2 separate regions of the Sus scrofa genome follow, and region 1 is linked to region 2. A link is a contact called in public Hi-C data. All regions are on one chromosome and are shown on one strand. The core of a region is the stretch at or near the end of the contact, and the rest is flanking DNA. Distances in the headings are between cores, read along the strand shown. Region 1 holds the start of CHFR (E3 ubiquitin-protein ligase CHFR). Region 2 holds the start of ZNF10 (zinc finger protein 10).

What was found. Hi-C and Micro-C count contacts between places; a contact is called where the count stands out from the background.
Region 1: a Hi-C map of liver shows a contact between it and region 2, with 9 times the contacts expected there. The contact joins the promoter of CHFR here to the promoter of ZNF10 in region 2. A contact is called at or near these places in 2 of 5 promoter capture datasets (fetal liver and liver), 8 of 47 Hi-C or Micro-C datasets (heart right ventricle, liver, mesenteric adipose tissue and 2 more) and 1 of 2 datasets of contacts at active chromatin or transcription factors (alveolar macrophages).

The regions. Positions count from the first base shown.
Region 1 is chr14:22,652,916-22,659,443 of Sscrofa11.1, forward strand. CHFR (E3 ubiquitin-protein ligase CHFR) reads left to right here and starts at 1,547. Exons shown (of 17, transcript XM_001928455.6): 1 at 1,547-1,652; 2 at 1,815-1,958. The coding sequence starts at 1,826.
Region 2 is chr14:22,499,637-22,505,380 of Sscrofa11.1, forward strand. It overlaps ZNF10 (zinc finger protein 10), which reads right to left and starts at 3,010. Exons shown (of 5, transcript XM_021072890.1): 1 at 2,804-3,010. ZNF891 (zinc finger protein 891) reads left to right here and starts at 3,102. Exons shown (of 2, transcript XM_021072903.1): 1 at 3,102-3,272.

The DNA.
Region 1 (6,528 bases), core at 297-2,796, 150 kb after region 2:
TATCCAAACTAAATTTCTTTGAAGAAATTTTATTTATTTATTTACTTTTGGCCATGCCCCACAGCATGCAGAAGTTCCTGGGCCAGGGATGGAACCCACGCCACAGCTGTAACCAAAGCCTCAGCAGTGACAACACCAGATCCTTCATCTGCTGAGCCATGAGATAACTCTGAGAAATTTTAAATTCTGGTCTTTCCTATGACCTGAATCTGAGACCAGGAGAGATGTACTTTCTTCTTCTTTTTATGGCTGCACCTGTGACATGTGGAAGTTCCCAGGCTAGGGGTCAAATTGGAAACACAGCTGCAGGCCTATGCCACAGTCATGACAACACCAGATCCAAGCCACGTCTGCGACCTTCACCCCAGCTTGTGGCAAAGCCAGATCCTTAACCCAGTGAGGGGGGCCAAGGATCAAACCCACACCCTCCCACGGTGTTGGATCCTGAATGTGCTGAGCCACAATGGGAACTCAAGGAGAGATGCACTTTATGACAAAGTTGACATGGAGTTCCTGGTGTGGCTCAGCAGGTTACAAACCCTTCTAGTAGTATCCATGAGGATGTAGATTCCATCCCTGGCCTCATTCACTGGGTTAAGGATCTGGAGTTGCTATGAGCTGTGGTGTAGGTTGGCTTGGATCCCCCATTACTGTGGCTGTGGCTGTAGCATAGGCCAGCAGCTGTAGTTCCGATTCGACCCCTAGCCTGGGAAATTCCATATGCCACGGGTGCAGCCCTAAAAAGCAAAAACAAACAACAACAAAAATCACCAAATGATGCAGTTTAAATTACACAAAGGAATATACAGTGAAAGATGTCTCCCTCGCTCCTTTGGGTGCCTTCTTCCACTTCGGAGGTCTCCGTCCGATATCGTCTGGTTCCTCTCAACCGCGCAGTCATGGACCGCACAGTCCATGACTCGGCTCCTGGCCCACCCGCACCAAGTCTTCGCCCACCGTTCACTTTCAGGCGTCCAGCACTGATGATCCTAGTGCAGCCTTTTTTGGAACACACACCTTATTTCTGCTAGATTCCAAAAGGCGGAATCGCTGAGTCAAAGGAAACGTGCGTTTGAAATGAAAAGACTATGTGTGCACCGCTGCCCTCCAAGAAGCGGTCCAATTTATACTCTTACGACTGGCAACGGAGATGCTTGCACTCTCCAGAGCCCTCCCAGGACACTAGCAACATTCTGATCGCGGAGAAAGAGACATCCGAAAGTTTCTACCTGCACTTATCTCGTCGTTTGTCACATATCTATAAGCCATCTGCCCTTCCAACGCGGCTTTGAGAATTTGCTTCGGTGCCCAATACCCAAGTTACTCAGTCCCTTTTGCCCGGACTTATCATGGCGTCGACGGCAGCTACTTCCGAGATCCTCGGAGATCTAGAGGTCTCGGCCAGCATCAAAGATGTCGTCCCGGCCCCATCCTCCGGTCTGCGCACGCTCGGCTCACCTCCCCACGTCCACTCTAGATGGCCACCGCCCCTGTTCCGCTCTAGCCGCCAGGCTCGGTGGTCGCCACCGCCCGCCAATCGTAGGGCGCGGACGCCGCTGGCCCCGCCCCGCGGATCAGCTGAGGGATCAGCGATGTCTGTTGACAGCAGCGGCGGCGGCGCGGCCGGTTCCGGGTTCCGCGCGGGGCGGGGGGTAAGCGGGCTGCTGGCGCGGGCGGGACGCGGGGGAGGCCGGCGGCGCGGCCCGCAGCAGCGTGGCGGGGGCGCCGAGGCCCGGGCAGCTGCGGGAGAAGCGGCGGCCCCAGCCCCCGCCTTTGCGGCCAGAGTCTCACCCGACGTTTCCGGGGCTCGTCAGATGTGAATCCGATGGAGCGGCCCGGGGAAGGAGAGCAGCTGCCGCAGCAGCAGCCGTGGGGGAGGCTCCTCCGCCTGGGCGCCGAGGAGGGCGAGCCGCACGTCCTCCTGAGAAAGCGGGAGTGGACCATCGGGCGGAGAAAAGGTACGGGGCGGAGGTGGGATGGGAGACATGGGACGGACTGAGGACGAGTCCGGGATGGGGGCGGTGGACGGAGGCCGAGTGCTGGGGGACCCGAGCAGGGGCCAGGGCGGAGATCTGGGGCCCGAGGACGAGAGCTGGGCAGGACGGGACCCACCGCGCTGTGGGAGGCCCCTGGGCGGGGCGCTCTGAGCTTTCCAGTTTTTCCAGTGTAGTGGGCTCTCCTGTAATAGCTACCATTTATTCACTTATTGCTCTGCCCAGTCACTTCTGAGTGCTTCGTACAGATTCTTTAATCCTCGTTACAGCTATATGAAGTGGTACATTAATTTATTACGTAGAAGTCAGTGTTTTCAAGTTCATTACCACCCAACGCGTCTTCTCAGACCTTAACGGAAAAGAAATCAATAGCAGAAGGAACACTGGAAAACCCACCGATATGTGCAAAATTAAATAACACCCTTAAACAGCCATTGGGTCAAAGAAATCAAAAGGGAAATTAGACAATACTTTGAGATAAATAAAATATAACATACCAAAACTTGGGGGTTGCAGGTAAGCAGTGCTCAAGGGAAATTTATAGGTGTAGGCAGCTACATTCAAAAAAAGATCTGGGAGTTTCAGTCGTGGCTCAGCAGTACCGAACCCAACTGGTATCCGAGAGGATGCAGGTTGGATACCTGGCCTCTCTCAGTGGGTTAGGGATCCGGGGTTGCCATGAGCTGTGGCATAGGTCTCAGACGGGGCTTGGATCCCGTGTTGCCCTGGGTGTGGTGTAGACCTGTAGCTACAGCTCCTATTAGACCCCTAGCCTGGGAACTTTCATTTGCCACACTTGAGGCTAAAAAAGAAGGAAAAAAAAGGATCTTGGAGTTCCTGCTTGGCGCAGTGGGCTCTGTGGTGTCTTAGGAGCTCACTGGGTCACAGGTTCGATCCCCTGTCTGGCACAGTGGGTTAAGGATCGGGTGTTGCTGCAGCTTTGGCTTAGATCTGACTGCTACTCGGATCTGCCCCTTGCCAAGAACTCTATATGCCACGCCCAGCTCTTAGAGTAGAGCTGCTTAAATACTTGTTGATTTAAAGAACAAAGGAAGCTAAGAAGTTGAAGAAAAGTCATACAACTAGTGAGAGAAAGTGCCCTCACCCTCCAAGCTTACTGCCTCTGGACTAGAGGGGACCATCTGCTAAGTTTCCTTGTAGCTTTTCTCCTGGGAGAGAGGGGCACTGATCGGGTCAACAGAAATATTTAGTTTGTCAATAATTTATCATTCTGACTTTATACTTTTAAATGGGAGAATGAGAAAGATTACTGTTTCATATTACCCATTGTGATGTACTTGCGTGTCTTTATCGCTTGGGTTTTTTTGGAAGGCAGTCTTAAATACCAAGATCAAGTTAATTTTTTTTAACAACTGTAAAAGCATTTATATATCTTCGTTAGAAGCTTTTGGAGGTGCATTAATTGTCTTTCTTTGGTGTAAAAGGAAGTTTGGTGAAGAGCAGAAGCCCTGGAGACATACTTCTTGGGTTTCCATGGGACACCACCTCTGTAAATTTCTTTGGCTAACAATTTACCTTTCTGTACCTTTGTACCTACTTTGTAGGTTCATTGTGAAGATTAAAAGAGATGGTAAGTAGAGTGCTTAGAAGGATCTTGGCTAAGAGTTAGCACCTAAAGTTAGCCATTGTTATTATAACAGAACACTATAGTAGCATTTTACATGTTAATGCAAGGAACAAAAATGTGCTGGTATCAACCTTTCCAGCAAAACATAAAGGTTGAGGTATTAGTCTGCCCTGGCTGCCATCATAAATACCACAGATCAGGAAGCTTAAACAACAGAAATTTCTTTCTCAGTTCTGGAGTCTAGGAAGCCCAAGCTCAAAGTGCCAGTCGATTTGTTTGAGAACCCTCTTCCTGGATGGCAGACAGCCGCCTGCTTCTCACTCTGTCCTCACCTTCTGGACACAGAGCTTTGGTGTCTCTCCCTTTTTTTGTATGAACCTCAGCCCTATCAGATTAAGTTCCCACCCCAATGATCTCATTTAACTTTCATCACTTCACCAGCCCACTCCCTAAACACAGTCACATGGGGTTGTGGGATAGGGTTTCAGTGTATGAATTTTAGGGGAACACAAGTTGTAGAACTTGGTTATGTTTATATTTATTTTAAAACTATTATAGGACTGCTCTATACAAGGCATTATTTTGAGGAAAAGGGAGGGCAGAGTTCACGTGTGTGGGAGGAAGTGGAGGAATTCGCCTTTCTGAAGAGCTCCCCATTCCCAGGGGGTGGCGGAATGTGCGCCAGCCGTGGAGAAATGAACCAGCTGAGTGACAGGCAGGGCACATACCAAGAGTAGAACTTGAGAACACAGTGTTTCAGTTCTAAACAGGGTGCTGATGTTCTGGTGTGGAGAGGCCTGTTTAATACCCATGCTGGTGACATGCAGCTAGCCTGGGTCTGGGTTGTGAAGAGACCATCCTGGTGGTTGTGCTGCAGGAAGGGGGATCCCCTTCTAGGAGTCTTGTCTAACACTCAGAAATGACTTGTCTGGAGTTCCCAGCGTGGCTTAGCAGTTAATGAACCTGGCTAGCATCCGTGAGGATTCGGGGTCCATCCCTGGCCTTACTCAGTGGGTTAAGGATCCAGCATTGCCATGAGCTGTGGTGTAGGTTGTAGACTCGACTTGAATCCCGTGTTGCTGTGGCTCTGGCATAGGTCAGCAGCTACAGCTCCAATTAGACCCCTAGTCTGGGAACCTCCATATGCTGCAGGTGTGGCCCTAAAAAGTACCCCCCCCAAAAAAAAGAAAAAAGAAAATGAATTGTTTGGAGTTCCCATCATGGCTCAGGGGTTAATAACCCCGACTAGCATCCATGAGGACGAGGGTTCAATCCCTGGCCTCATTCAGTGGGTTAAGGATCTGGCGTTGCCATGAGCTGTGGTGTAGGTCACAGACATGGCTCAGATCCTGCGTTGCTGTTGCTTCGGTGTATGCTGGCAGCTACAGCTCCTATTCAACCCCTAGCCTGGGAACCTCCATATGCCACAGGTGTGGCCCTAAAACAGCCAAAAAGAAAAAAAAAAAGAAAATGAATTGTCTGAGGAGACATACATGCTGACAAAGCAAAAGACTCTTGGGAGGGGATGCCCAAGTGGAGACCAGGGAACCCTGGAGAACTGCTATGCCACATGACTCGCAGTCTCTGGTTTTATGGGAATGAGGTTAGTTTTTGGGCTGCCTCTGGCCAATTGTCTTGCTGGGCCCACATTTAGTCTGGCTCAGGGTCCTTCCTGGTGGCGTGTGCACCCCACCCAAGACCGATTCTGGTGCTGAGGATCCTAGGAGGATAGTCATCTCCTCCCTCCTGTTGGCCCCTCCTGAATCCTCCCAGTCAGTCTTCAGGGCAGCACATAGTCCTTATCAGGGCCTCCTGCTGTGAGACAATTCCTGCAAGCAGCTATTAATCCTGCCTGGCCAAGGTGGGCAACGGTTAGGGTTACCTATGCCCAGTGCAGTGGATGATCTTGAGCACAGGTGAAATCGGCCTTGGAGAAATGTAACAAAGCACTTCCCGTAAATGTAGAATGCTGGTGCAAATAAGATGTCTAGTGTTTGGGAGACATAGTTCACACCTAGTGAAATTCACCCCTTTTAGGTGTTGAGTTTTGAGAAATGGATGTATCACTACAGTCAAGGTGGAGAACATTTCAGTCACCTCAAAGAGGTCCTGGTGGCCTTTTGGAGTCAGCTCCTGCCCCTGAGCCCTAGCTCCTGTCACCTACTGATCTGATTTCTCTCCCTGTAGTTCTGCCTTTTCCAGAATGTCAGCCAAGGGGCAGCCCACAGCACCACACCACAGTCTTTGGGTCTGGCTTCCTTCCCTTGGCTGCTACTTTTGAGGTTCATCTCTGGCAGTTTTGTGTATCGGTAGCTTGTGCCTGTGTTGCTGAGCGGTGTTCTGCAGGTTGTTTATTCATTCACCACATGTACTGCTTTCTACGTTTGGTTATTAAAAATAAAGTCACTGTAGATCTTAGTAGCTATAGCACAAACCTGTTATAAGCAAATTAGTGGCTCAATATTAAAACACTCCTGAAAGCTTTTATTCTTTTGACTTAAGGAAAGAAGAAAGTATTTGAGGATTTTCACCCTGGATTTAGTGCAGATGTAATGATTGTATTCAGCAATAGAGGCATCCTCCTTCTGTTTTCCATTTTCTTAGACATGCCCATGTGCCTTTAATAATTCACTCAGTCATATTTTCTGTGACCCTTAGTCATTGCTTCAATTTTGTGGTGATTTGTGAAACCTCAGATTACACAAAGAAGAAATTAAGGGCTAAGATACTGAAGATATTTAGGAAGCCCCTTTGTTTCTTTAAAGTTGTATAATTATCAGGCTCTCTGAGTATGTATGCATATTGTAAAAATGTCACCAAGACGCAGGTGATGTGTAACTGGAGGTGTTGGTGGGGTATATCTTCTAGGTAATGAGGAGTCAGAAGGGTTCAAGACGTAGTCTTCCTTCACTTTGGATTAACACTTAAATGCTTTTTTTTTTTTTT
Region 2 (5,744 bases), core at 1,760-4,259:
AAAATCTCAAACTAACTTTATACCTAAAGCAACTGGAAAGGAGTTCCCACTGTGGCACAATGGGATTGGCAGTGTCTTTGCAGCACTAGGACACAAGTTTGATCTCTAGCCAGGCACAGTGGGTTAAAGGATGTGGTGCTGCAGCGTAGGTCACTATTGCAGCTCAGATCTGACTTCTAGTCTGGAATAGGAAATAAATAAGTAAGATAAAACAACTAGAGAACAAAGAACAAGCAAAACCCAAAGTGAGTAGAAGGAAAGAAATCACAAAGAGCAAAAATAAATGAAATAGAAACAAAGAAAACAAACAAAAAGATCAGTGAAACAAAAAGCTGGTTCTTTGTAAAGATCAAGAAAACTGGAGTTCCCGTCGTGGCGCAGTGGTTAACGAATCCGACTAGGAACCATGAGGTTGCGGGTTCGGTCCCTGCCCTTGCTCAGTGGGTTAACGATCCGGCGTTGCCGTTAGCAGACACATCAAGAAAAAAAGAGGGCTCAAATCAATAAAATCAGAAATGAAAAAGGAGAAGTTACGACAGATATCACAGAAATACAAAAGATCATAACAGACCACCACAAGCAACTATATGCCAATAAATGGACAACCTAGAAGTAATGGACAAATTCTTAGCATCTTAGAATCTTCAAAGACTGAACCAGAAAGAAAAAGAAAGATGAAAGGACCAATCACAAATACTGAAATTGAAACTGTGATTAAAAAACTTCCAAAAAAACAAAAGTCCAAGACCAGATGGTTTCATAGGCGAATTCTAGAAAACATTTATAGAAGAGTTAGTACCTATCCTTCTGAAACTACTCCAAAAAATTGCAGAGAAAAGAATACTCCCAAACTCATTCTATGAGGCCACTATCACCCTGATGTTACCACTGTGCTCAAAACAGAATTTTGACATGTTTACATAAAATACTGATAAGCAGACTTCATTTACGATATTTCTCAAAACCTGCCCTGAGACTGGCACATGCTAAGAGCCACGTGCTGAGAAAAGGAACGAAAAGAACAAATGAACAATTTTCAAGAAAGGGCAGGAATGTGTGCAATGCAGTGTCCAGGAGGCTTGGCAAGAAAGGACAATTTTTTTTTTCTTTAGGGCCCTATGTGCAGCATATGAAAGTTTCCAGGCTAGGGTTTGAATCAGAGCTACGGGCTGCTGGCCTACACCACAACCATGGCAACAGGGGAATCAGCTGCATCTGTCACCTATGCTGCAGCTTGCAGAAATGGATCCTTAACCCACTGATTGAAGCCAAGTATCAAACCCACATCCTCCTGGATACTATATCGGGTTCTCAACTTGCTGAGCCACAACTGGAAGTCCGTGATGGGCTTTTTTTTTTTTTTTTTTTGCTTTTTCAGGACCTCGCCTGCAGCATATGAAGTTCCCAGGCTAGGGGTCAAATCGGAGGTACAGCTGTCAGAGCCTATGCCACAGCAACAGAGGATCCGAGCCACATCTGCGATCTACACCGCAGCTCACAGCAACACTGGATCCTTAACCCATTGATCGAGGCCAGAGATGAAACCCACATCCTCATGGATATTAGTTGGGTTTGTTACCACTGAGCCATGACGGGAACTCCAAGGGACAATTTTAATTGAAACGAGAGGAGATTAGTCAGGTCATAGAGAAAAATTAGTGTAATGTTGAGGTGGTTTAAAAAAGGGCAGGAAAGGGTTGTGTATTTCCCAGGTGGTTAACTTGCCAACATCTCTAACATGAAAGAGGCTTTTTAGCTAGCATATTGGATGATAACCCATCTTCCCTTCTATTTCCTTTTTTTTCTTTAACAATATATTCTGTATGTGCAGTGTAGGTATAATTTAAATTCTTCACCTTCTTCATATACTTTCGATAGGACCCATGTAATTTTGATGTCAACCTTCTCTTCTGGCATTTATTCTAGATGTTAACGTACAAAGTTGATTGGTTTAACTACTCCAGTGTCAAGGGAAAATAAAAACATATTATGAGCTGTCTATGAAAAACAAAAATGGGTTAAACACAAACACACCTCCAGTTAATCTACTTGATATAAAAATAAATAACAAGCAAATGAAGATCAGGAAGCTAGGAGCTGGAGATGCAGTTTGTTTCTTTTAAAGAGTACACACAAACCCACTCAATCTTAAAACACTGGAAATATTGATAACACTAACTGATAAATTTTGAGGAAAATAATGTCAAAGTAATTTCATTAAGTGAAAATTTTTTTTAAATGAGTATTTTTAGACTAGACGAAGAAATAGAAAACGATCCGCCCCTTGTGGCCACCAAGTTTATTTAAAGTAGACCTACTTCAATGTTTGCAGCATATAACTTCTATAACATCCGCCAGTTAAAGCCGGTAGTACATATACGTACTTTTTAAAGCCAGTACGACCACGATGGAATATAAGACATTCCCTGTTCCTACGCTAACAAAAATGAGCATAATCACGTTCAGCAGCCGCTGGAAAGGGCATACTCAAATTTTTAAACATCTAGTCCCAATTGGGAAAGAAAAGGTAAACCGGAATATGAGAACGTTATTCTGCATCGCTGAGAACAAGCGGTTCAAATTCCGCACCACCTCCCGGCACATTCCAGTACTAGGGTCCTGTCCCACTAACGCGACGGCGGGAACTCCTGGGCACCAGGGTACACCCAGGCCGGGGGGGCGAAAGTCAGAGAAAAAAAACCACTTGCCGGTGAAACGACCGCCGGCCCAGAACGACGAGGTTAACAAACAGGGGTACAACGTCTCGGAGAAGCGAGCACGAAACCGGCCCTTTCGTGCGTACCTGCGATCAGCACCCGGAGGCTCCGCACCTGGGAGATCCGGGGCGGGGACGACGCCGTCACAATGGCAGGGGCCGCAGCCGGCGCGCTCCGGACTAGGCCTCCACGCCCCGCGCAGTCCAGAACCGGCGGCCGCTGCGCCCTCCCACCCGGCCTCCTAGCGCCCACGCCCTCCCCACGCCGCGTCCCACGCCGCGTCCGGCCCTCGCTCACACGCACGCGCACGCGTCCCTGCCAATCACGACCCGCGAGCTGAGCAAGCCTTGACGCAGGGCGCAGACTCGCTTCTCCGGGCGGCGCAGGGGCTGCTGGGAGATGTCGTCCAGGTTCTTTCCCCACCAGCGGCGAGTGCGCGGCCTGTACCCCTCCTCACGATCCGGGCCTGGTTCCTCCGCCTTCCCCGGGAGCTCTCCCTACTTGCCCACGGCGGCTCGGTAGTTCCGACCCGAGAGACAGGTACCCCGGGGACAGGTGAGCGCATAGCTTAGGCGCGTGGAGGTAGAGGAAACGTGGAAGGGTGAGGGGTGAGGAGAGCTTAGGCTCCCGCGCGGTAGTCGGGCTTGAGTCCCCCAAGGTGGGGGGCGCCTGCCTGAAGGGGGCGGTGAGAGGGTGGCCTTGGCGGAGGCTGGCTTCCTTGCCTGGAGCGCGGAAAGAAGGAGGCTGGAGCTGGGGTTTGACCTCACTCTGTGAGCAAGAGGAGCAGCGATACTTTTTACCTTGCCCAGGAACTTTTCTTGAATCTTTCTTAACCTTGGTCAACTAAAAAAAAAAGCATAACCTAAAAGTTGAGAATTGTGTTTTATTCCGCAAACTTTATGAGTACGTAAGCCCAGGGTACAGCATCTCAGATTGGTCCCAGGGGCAGAAGAGGTAAGGGAGGAGCCTGGATATATAGGGGTTTTTGCAGCAAAGACCCAGTAGTCAAAATATCAAAAGATTTCTACTAATTAAGGAAAAGCTGACATCTGAAATTTCACATATTTAGCCCTTTTCTATGTAAGATGTAAGAGTCTGGGTTCACTGAAATCATTCCTTTTATTTGCATCTTGACTGTCTAGGACCAGTGTCCTGTGTTTCTCCATCCTGAATCCCCCCAGGGTGCACCTTGGGGGTGGACAGCTGCAGTGGCTGATGGCATGCTGGCTGCAGGACCTTTGTTTGTTAGTATGACAGACTGTCATTCTATGTCCAGAGCACCTCTTTTTGGTCATTAATTCAGTCAGTGTTTGGGAGCGTTTCATGACTGGTTTTGTCCCACAGCACTAGGAAAGCTCATTCCTAACTAGATCAGGCAAAGATTTCTGTTGATAGGCCATTAGATGTGCTGAATTTTTTTTTCTTTTTTTTCTTTTTTTTTTTTTTTTTTTTTGATTAGGCCCTGTTGGTAATCTCAAATTCTGTAGATCGGCTTGTCTAACTAGTTTATTACTTTTTTTTTTTTTTTTTTGCCTTTTGCGGCGGCACCCACAGCATATGGAGGTTCCCAGGCAAGGGGTCTAATTGGAGCTACAGCTGCTGGCCTACACCACAGCAACAGCAATGCCAGATCCAAGCTGTGTCTGTGACCTATACCACAGATCATGGCAACACCAGAGCCTTAACCTACCGAGCGAGGCCAGGGATCAAACCCACTACCTCATGGTTTCTAGTCAGATTCATTTCCACTGCGCCATGACAGGAACTCCCATTAGTTTATTACAATTTTTCTGTTGTAATATTTTCTGTTGAGATATTTTCCGTTGTTGTTTCTAACCATGTTTAGAGTTGTACTTTTTTTTTTTTTCTTTTTGCCTTTTCTAGGGCCGCTCCTGCAGCATATGGAAGTTCCCAGGCTAGGGGTCAAATCAGAGCTGTAGCTTCCCGCCTACGCCAGAGCCACAGCAACACGGGATCCAAGCTGCGTCTGCAATCTACACCACAGCTCACGGCAACGCCAGATCCTTAACCCACTGAGCAAGGCCAGGGACCGAACCTGCAACCTCATGGTTCCTAGTTGGATTCGTTAACCACCGTGCCACAACGGGAACTCCCTAGAGTTGTACTATTAAAATTATTCTATTAGAGTTATAAATATGATTAACTGTCTTGAGGCACCATTAATTTTGTTGGAGGTCTTGGTAACACATTGGGTAATGCAAAAGACTACAATCTTATAAAATAGACAGGGTATAAATAATATATCTGGTGCATTAGTAAAGTTATAGTGTAGCAAAGAGAGGCACGAGGCATATATAATTTGAATACAAGAGAGAACTCATTAAAATAACAATTAGTATAATTAGTTGTAGTCTGCTCACAATAGGCCATAAAGTCCATAGGGGAGCCAGGTAGAGAAGCCAAATTCTAGAAGGATAAGGTAGAGAGAAAAAGATCAATGTTTCATCTTTGTTCACAAAAGTGTATATTACCAACTTGTAGGTCTTAGCCTAGGAAGAAAGGTTTTCCTGGGAAACAAAGATTAAAAGCCAGTTCACTTCAAAAAAATTCATAAAATTATTAATCATATTTATCAGTTCATTCAGTCCGATGTAATTAATTCCTGTCGATCTGAAGGAAGTCATCAGGTTTTCCATTAGACTTTTGTAATTTCTTACCCAGTTCAGTGGTATGATCTAAAAGTTATCAGAGGGAGTTCTTGGTGGCACAGCAGGTTAAGGATCCTGTGTTGTCACTGCTGTGGCTCGAGTTGCTGTTGAGGCACAGGTTTGATCCCTGATCTAGGAACTTCCACATGCCACAGGCGCAGCCCCCAAAAAAATTGTCAGAAACTTGTATTTGTCAGAAAGTCCTTTTTGTGAATTTTCTTGAAAAGCTTCATTTTATAAAAGCATCAGTGTAAAATAATAATTGTCTATAAACAACAAAAAAATTTAAATGGCATGGCCAAAGATCTGATTATGAGGAAATTGACAAAAAACTTGGATATCTGTATGGCATGACTTT